Linked DNA regions of Mus musculus: all the other regions are linked to region 1. A link is a contact called in public HiChIP or PLAC-seq and Micro-C data. All regions are on one chromosome and are shown on one strand. Each heading gives the region's core, a stretch centred on a gene start, on an enhancer-like site or on the middle of the called end of the contact. The rest is flanking DNA. Distances are from core to core; before and after follow the strand shown.

Region 1 (2,569 bases), core at 24-2,523:
CACAGAAAGGGATTGTCAGTGTCATGTGACAATTCCACAACCCACCTTTTTTACAAGAGGCACTGAGATCACTGAGGGCAGTGTCCAGTTTGCTGAGAGGCACAGTGTACTCCGATCAGGGTTTCTTGTTTTTAGAACTATGGAAAGGTTTTCAAAGGTATTCTTGCTAGGTTTCCAATCTTGCCCTTTCAGATGTACCCAAATGGCGTTTGAAATCTCTTGTTTGTGGAGCGCAACCTCCAGGATGAGGTAATTAAAAGAAACCTATCAATCTGAAAGTTTTCTCTCCCATGAGTAAGTAACGTTGACATACTGTTCAAATAAACCCACAATTTGCCACAATCTGTTTTAGACAAGCCCCCCTACTTTAACCTCCAAATGGGAGAAGTGAAGAGTCTTTTCTTTTCTCGGTTAATCAACAGCATATGTTCAAAGATACTATCAGAGGCGTCTTCTGGGAAGAGCCCTACTCTACCCCCACAACAACCATGCAGTGAACTCAGGAGGAGACTCACCAAGAAATGAGAGTTAAAGCACACCAGCCTCCTGTATGGCAGAGGTCACCCCAGAAAGATGGCCCACTGCTCAGATAAACTCGAGGCTCTGCAGAGGCATACTGAAGAAGAAGCAGCCATCTGTGATTAACTCCAGTGTGTGTACCAAGCTGAGGCCACAGAGAGAGAAAGGAGCTGGGGTAAAGTGTGTGTGTGTGTGTGTGTGTGTGTGTGTGTGTGTGTGTGTGCACTCTCTTACACACAGCATACTGGCCTAGGGAACGCCCACCATCTGCACAAGGAGACCAGTTGCTCCCCCTTGGGAAGAGTGCTTGGGAGGCATCAATTTTCTCATTAAACCTATGAGTACACACAGTGGCAAAAGGCCAAAACAGTCCTCAGAAGCGTGATGTTTAAAAACATCTGTTAGGGGCATTGAGATCCTAAGGGGGTGGGGGGGTTGTGGGAGAGAGAGAGAGAGAGAGAGAGAGAGAGAGAGAGAGAGAGAGAGAGAGACAGACAGAGAGACAGAGAGACAGAGAAACAGAGACAGAGAGACAGAGACAGACAGAGAGACAGACAGAGAGACAGAGAAACAGAGACAGAGGGACAGACAGACAGAGAGACAGACAGAGAGACAGACAGAGACAGAGAGGGACAGAGAGGAAGGAGGAGGAAGAGGACAAAGAAAAGGAAGAGGACAACAAGGAGGAGGAGGATGACTCAGGGCCTAGCACTGTCATTGCCAGACTATGAGTCATAAAGCAGGTACGTCAGCTCCAATTGCCAGAATGCACTAACCTGAGCGTGGCTTTGCTAACACCTAAAGTCCATTTCATGGGAACCGAGCTTCAATAGCAAGCTGCTCACAGAACTTGAAAGGCTCTCCCAGGTCTCAGGATGCCAGGAGTCCTTTGGAATTTCGAATAGAAGTTTCTGACAGTAAAGGTTTACTGTAGTGTAAAGGAAATTATGGAGATTTCCCCTCTGAGCCTAAGAACTCAGTTGCTAGAGGCACCTGCAGGCCCAGGCAGGTTACTTGGCAATATCCCTTTAAACACCAAATTATGGCCTATTAGGCTGCTGCTTGAAGGCTTCCGTAATGTGAAACCCTGACAAATTCCCAAATAAAAGCCATAAAACCAACCATCTTTTAAAACCTGCATGACTGACACTGGGAGAATTACAGCAGCGTGGCAGGTCACTGTGAAATAAAACCACCATAAAGAAGCTTATGACGCTGTCATGGAGAAGGCAATTAGAAGGTGACTCTCGGGCTCTCAGATTGGCTCTTGCTCGTCCCACTGCTCCCTGGGTCCCACCTCCCCGCTGCAAGGTGGTTCAGTTTACAATGAGTGGTCGTTATAGCCCTTTCCCTTGCTCCACTTGAAAAAAAGCACTGAGATTTGGAATTTGACAGGAACCAGTGTCGCCCATGACAACCCTCCACCCCACCTGCAACCAAACTGGTGGAAAGGGTCTGGGTGTGCCATTCAACCAGTATGAGGTCTGGGTGTTTGAAGAGCTTTCATTTAGAGGAGATGATTTTTTTTAAAAGTGGGTATTAAGCAATTTGGTTGTGGATGTTTAATGCACAGACTACACATTGCAGAATGGGAGCCCATGTTTAAATGAGAAATGAAAAGCTCACACACTCTAGGCAAGCTGTAAGAGAACATTGAGGAAGGCTCACAGAAGTCAGCTGAGTAGCCACAGAGCCACATCGGAGGCAGAAACAGCTTGTTCCGAAGAGGCCTTAAATAAATGCTATGTATTATTTGCAGCATGTAAAACAGGCCTGCCTTTTAGTTAGCAGAAGCCATGACTCTCTGTGTTTGGGGTAAGCATGTTCGCGCTCTACTCCTAGCAGGGTTGCGCTAGCCCAGATGCACTGACCTGTCTCCCTCCCACACAGCTGCCCCAGGATAGGAATGTGCTTCTGATCCCATATCCACCGTAATAACTTGTCCTACCCAGGATAAAGCACCCCAAAGATGCCTGCACCCTAATCTTCAGACCCCATAAGTGAGCCAGCCACCTTATCTGGCAAAGGGGACCATGCAGACAGGACTAAG
Region 2 (2,569 bases), core at 33-2,532, 240 kb before region 1:
AGAACTAACTAGGAGTTAGGAGATAAAAGCTTTGAGGATAGCTAGGTCCACCACTTACTTGAATGTTTGTGAAGCGAAGGATCCCAAGTCTTGGTATGACGGCCACACAATTCACTCACTTTTTTCTGGGGTGGTGTGTGTGTGTGTGTGTGTGTGTGTGTGTGTGTGTGTGTGTGTTTAAGAGAGAGGCGGGAGGTGAAGGGGGAGGGGAAAGTGAGGGAGAGAGAGAGGGAGGAGGAAGAGGGAGGGAGGGGGGAGGGAGGGGGGAGGGGAGGGGGAGCGAGGGAGGGGGGAGGGGAGGGGGAGCGAGGGAGGGGGGAGCGAGGGAGGGGGGCAGGGGAGCTCCATCACGCACGTGCTTGCCTTCCTGAGCCATCTTGAGGGAAGACGCCCAGAACTTCCAGAATTCAAATTCTTTCCCGTGTTTGAAAGATACTGACTTCTAAGCTAAGGACAAGTGAGATGGATAAACCAGGCTCTTTACAGGCCTCCATTCTTCTGCAGAAAGGTCCCCACATGACTCCAACCTAGACCTCTAGACATCCAAGATACACAGAAAATACACAGGACGGGAGAGGAAGGGTATTGGATCAAGAGCTGGGCTTCAGGTCCTAGGTTCGAAGTTACCGCAGAGATTAACAGGTTGTGGGAAGCGGAGGAATGAAATAATTTGAAAGAATTAAGAATCCAGGGCTAGATTCAGCAGAATGAGCCGCTAAGCGTTATGGCTTTCCTGACGGAGTCTTTTGGGGTAGTTCCAAGATGGCTGAATCTGGAGTGGAAGCAGAGCTAGAGAAGCATGGGACAGGGGTGTAGCCCACTTGGTAGGGTGCTTGCCTAACAGGCCCCAAAGCCATCGCATGGCGCAGACCAGTCCCGCAGACCAGTCCCGTAAACTCACGCCTGCAATCCCAGTGCTCAGGGCCACCGAAGCTCCAATCCATCCCAACGTCAATGCTTTTTCCCTCCAGCTTGGACTACCAAAGATCTGGTCTCAAAATGGTGGGCGCCAAGGGAAAGGAAGGCAAAAAAAGGGCGGGAAGGAAAGCCCAGACCAGGGCGGACCGGCTTGAGATTTACGCTCACTGGTTCCAGGATATTATCCCCCCTACCTCAACTAATCCTGGAAGCCTCTGCCCTTCCCTCACCAGTGTCCCCCTTCTCCCCGAGACCTATCTCCAAGGTGGACCACCTACCTCAGCACTTTGAGTAGAGCCCCGAGTTTCCTCAGAGGTAGCAGGCGAGCGGACAAGGATGTCTTCTGCCTTCTAGAACCCAAAGAGCAGGTGATCTTCCGGGCAGGCTCTTTAGTCTGGTCTTGGGCATCACGTCACGGTGGGAGGAGCCGACCTTTCCACACGCCACAGCACCCACCCGCCCACCCCCAGGCTCTGACGCCCCTCCCAGCCTGCCTTTACCCCCGCCCGGCTGGCGCCTGGCCTGGCTGGCTGGCCACCGACTGCTTCCGGATACTTTTGAACACGACGACGTGGAGCAGAACGGCTCCAGAAGTTCTCCTCTCTCCATTTTGCGTACACCCACACTTTTTGAAAGACCAGTGGGTCACCCGCAGACAGATAATAAGACTGAGCTCACTTAGGGTTACTACTGCTGCGACAAAACTCCATGAACCCCCCCCCCTCCGCGCGCGCGCGCGCCCAAAAATAAAAATAAATAAAAAACAAGTTGGTGAGGACAGGATTTATTTGGTTTACAAGACCAAAATACTGTTTGTCCATCAAAGGAAGTCAGGACAAGAACTCAAACAGGGCAGGAGCAGAAGCAGAGGCCATGGAGAGAAGAAGTACTACGTAGTAGCGACTTGCTCGCTCAGCCTTCCACCCGCAAGTAGGCTGGGCCCGCCCCCATGGACCACTAACTGAGAAAATGCCTGTCTTGAAAAACCAAAAAAAAATGAAAAGAAAAGAAGGAGAAAGAGAAAGGAAAACGCCTTATAGCTGGATTTCAGGGCTACATTTCCTCAACGGATGCTCCTTCTTCTGTGATCATTCTAGCATGTGTTAGAAGTTGGCACACATTGTCCCAGCCAATACAACATTCTTCTAGGTAAAGGCTGGGACAGCCTCTTATCCTTAGATTGTTGGATCTCACCAAATTTGATACTGTTGTTCAGTCATACTCGTGCCTATCTTTTTAGATTTAATTTTGCTGTCTATGCTATGTAGTTCTTAAAAAAATAATTTTTATTATTATTTATTCTTTTTCCAGACAGAGTGCGCATGTGCCACAGCAGGCACGTGGCGGTCAGAGGACAATGTGCTGAAGTTGGTTCTTTCCTTTATCACGCGGGGCCTGACTTGGCAGAAAGTGCTTTTATCTGCTGAAGCATCTCCCTGGTTCGTTCCCCCCTTTCTTGAAATGTAGTCACCTGACTTCCACAACACGGACATTCTTCTGTTTCCTTCCCTACCTCTCCCTGCTGATTGTTTGCCCAAGCCTCACACATGACCAGTGTGGCATTTGGGAAAGAATCTAAAGAAGGAGTGAGTAATTTTAGTTGAGAAATTTTATAAGAAAAAAAGAATGTTTGGCTCACATGATTGATAAT
Region 3 (2,569 bases), core at 22-2,521, 140 kb after region 1:
CAATCACCAGGTCCACGAGATGAAAGTGCAGGAACAAAAAAAAAAAATGACTGTTTTCCTTTACGATGGCCAAATGAGAAGAGGACACAGGGACAATGAACGAAGCATCCTGTAACAGTTCCAAGAGCAAGCCTCGCGTGCTGTGACTTAGAGTGACTGACATTGACAGTTTTGCATCTAAAGCCAAGTCTGCATGTAAGCTAAACAGGGACACTACTGTCCAGTTTGACCAGTGAGGTGCTTGAGGTTCGGAGTGTTAGCTGACTTGCCCATCCACACCCATGAAGCTCACACTGGGATTTATGCAGCACCACCTGACCCAAAAGACTGAAACTCTCTGCATTCCTCACGCAGTGCCAACCCACATAACATGAGGAATCTCCCCCATCCATAGTTCCTCTCCTCAACCTTCTCGTGTACACACATTTCCCATTCAAAACCTTGGAAAACGGAACTCTGAGGAAGCAAAAGTATAAGCCTTCATTATAAGAGAAGAGACCCCCGCCCCCCTTAGCTTTGGGATGCCCTCTGTTCTAGCATCCATGCAGTCTAAGTGTTGGTTGAAGCAGAACGAGAGCTGGTGAGTTCCAGCTTGCAGAAGCAGCTGCCCCTGTGGGTGGTACCAAGAGCCCCGGGTCTTCCCGGCTGGTCTCCCACAGCTGGCAGGTGATGTCATCTCTGGCAGGGAAAGGTGCTCATGGGAAGAGGAACAGAAAGGCCTGTGGGAGGGCAGACGGGGTCATGCTGAAGGGGCTCGGGGGCAAACCCAAGGATCAGGGATTCATTTCTCATACTCAGCAGCCCATAGCCAGGGCAGTAAGCCAAGGAGCCCACATGTGGGGCAGGAAGAGCTAGCTAGGAGCACAGAGCTTTCCAAAGATGTGTTTGCACCCCCATCCCAGACCTACTGAATAAGGATCCCAGGTCAAGCTGACCTCAGATGGCTCAGAGAGGCAGAAACCTAAAACCTGTATCAAGATCAGCTCTTCACACTCTGTAGTATTTATTAAAACCTCTTAAACATCAGACTCCGGGCTAGCCACAGATGAGAGAGATAAACACAGACAAGACCTGGTTCTTAAGTGCACAGTTCACCAGAGGAGACAGAAGTGAAGAACTATACACAGAAACACACATAAAATTACTGACGTTTTCTCGTGCCCAAGCTGTCTACCACAGCTGCATCAGCTGAATTCCCCAGCTCCTGAGAAACTCAGTGCTATCCATCAAAAGGAGCGGTGTTCAGTAAGGCAGAACCTGAAAGGAGGAAAGCGCCCTCTGGTGGCCCTCTGAGTAGTGGCAACTGCAAGAGCCCCAGTTCTACTACAGTTAGTGGACCATGGCTCCAGGTTGGTGGCCAAAGTCTCAGAGTAGCCAGGAGCGGAGAGGATTTTGCTTTGCTTGAAGTGGCAGGTCAGTCCCACTCTTCCTTGTGTCTTTTGGTTTGGGGGTCATGTATCTGAACAGCTGTCACCGTTCTCATCTGTGCTATCACGTGACCGGTTCTGAAGCCAGGCTTCGCTCTAAGTCCCTGAAACTCTAGCACGGGGAAGACACAGCAGAGAAGCACTCAGCACACATATGGCTGAGAAGCAAACTAGCGGTGCTATCCCAACCCGCCCAGCTGTGCCCCGCTTTTTTATTTTTTGTAGGATCTTGGGAGCAGGACAAATAATCACACTCCCTAAGTCTCTGAAAATAAACGAGTTCTTAAAATATTTAAATATAATCTATGTCCTTCCTAAGAGTCTCTGTGAAAATAATATTCATAAGGGGTAAACTTTGTGCTTGGAGCTAAGCCTGGTATGGCTTAATTTGCAATAGAATAACATGTAAATTTATGATAATAAACTATATTATTTAAATGAAATTATAAAAATAAGAGTAACTCACTCATATTCAGTTTTCATGAATGCTGACACCTCTTGAAGAACATGGCAGCACGATTTGTATTCGGGCCTGGGTTGGAGCGTGATCCACGGGAATCCGGGAATGTTGGCTGGAAGCATGGACACAAGGAGCCCAGGCAAATCTCCTCCTTGTGGTATATTCAGCATTTCCTGCACATCCTGACCCAAGAAGCCATGAAAGAATCCACTCAGCACAGGCACCTGTGTTATGGGGCTGACACAATCACTCAGCAGCAGTTGTCGGAGGCTGTCAGGGATGCAGGATGTATCGAGAGGAAGCAGAAAGAGAGGACGTCTGAGGGTATGATGGGGGGCTTCGGGAGAGCGGGTAGAAAAAAGCACAAGGAAAAGCATCAAGAGCTGTTTGCAGCAGCTGCTTACTGTATGAAAACGTAAACAAACCAGCCAGCAGTGTCCAAAGGAAGCTTGCATTTTGAGACATCTTGATTCTGCCTCTAACTGAAGCTTGTGACATTCCTTCCTGAATGAAGAAATAACAGAGACTATGAAGTACATCTGCCAACGATGTAATACATCTGAGCTGGAAGACAGCAGCAACACACAAGCGAAGAGATGGTTGGCTGAATCACTCATCACTGGGCAGCCTGGTCCCTCACTGGATTCCACCTGAGGAGAGCCAAGAGTCGCTCTGTCCATGA

Evidence for each region. A called contact is a pair of places that touch in the nucleus more often than the background predicts. HiChIP or PLAC-seq counts read pairs in DNA pulled down with a chosen protein or histone mark.
Region 2: a contact with region 1 is called in an H3K27ac HiChIP or PLAC-seq map of trophoblast stem cells, with 20 read pairs. The contact joins the promoter of Jade1 here to the enhancer-like site in region 1. A contact is called at or near these places in 2 of 39 promoter capture datasets (the 3T3-L1 cell line and neural stem cells), 1 of 15 datasets of contacts at CTCF or cohesin (the NIH/3T3 cell line), 10 of 115 datasets of contacts at active chromatin or transcription factors (the NIH/3T3 cell line, astrocytes, bone marrow-derived macrophages and 7 more) and 3 of 9 other capture datasets (adipose tissue, macrophages and pancreatic islet).
Region 3: a Micro-C map of embryonic fibroblasts shows a contact between it and region 1, with 4 times the contacts expected there. The contact joins two enhancer-like sites. A contact is called at or near these places in 1 of 15 datasets of contacts at CTCF or cohesin (the NIH/3T3 cell line) and 5 of 484 Hi-C or Micro-C datasets (the G1E-ER4 cell line, cerebral cortex, cranial neural crest and 2 more).

Annotation. Positions count from the first base shown.
Region 1 is chr3:41,317,640-41,320,208 of GRCm38.p6, reverse strand. No RefSeq gene overlaps it. Among named protein-coding and RNA genes, the nearest start is that of 1700052H01Rik, 37 kb to the left of the region's middle. Within about 2 kb of position 1,273, at least 72 of the 459 cell types and tissues checked have an H3K27ac peak or open chromatin away from gene starts, as enhancers often do. A contact at or near this core is called in embryonic fibroblasts, embryonic limb bud, pancreatic cancer cells and 1 more, where this site is marked.
Region 2 is chr3:41,554,447-41,557,015 of GRCm38.p6, reverse strand. It overlaps Jade1 (jade family PHD finger 1), which reads right to left and starts at 1,282. Exons shown (of 11, transcript NM_001130184.1): 1 at 1,197-1,282.
Region 3 is chr3:41,181,188-41,183,756 of GRCm38.p6, reverse strand. No RefSeq gene overlaps it. Among named protein-coding and RNA genes, the nearest start is that of Gm40038, 9.0 kb to the right of the region's middle. Within about 2 kb of position 1,271, at least 68 of the 459 cell types and tissues checked have an H3K27ac peak or open chromatin away from gene starts, as enhancers often do. A contact at or near this core is called in embryonic fibroblasts, where this site is marked.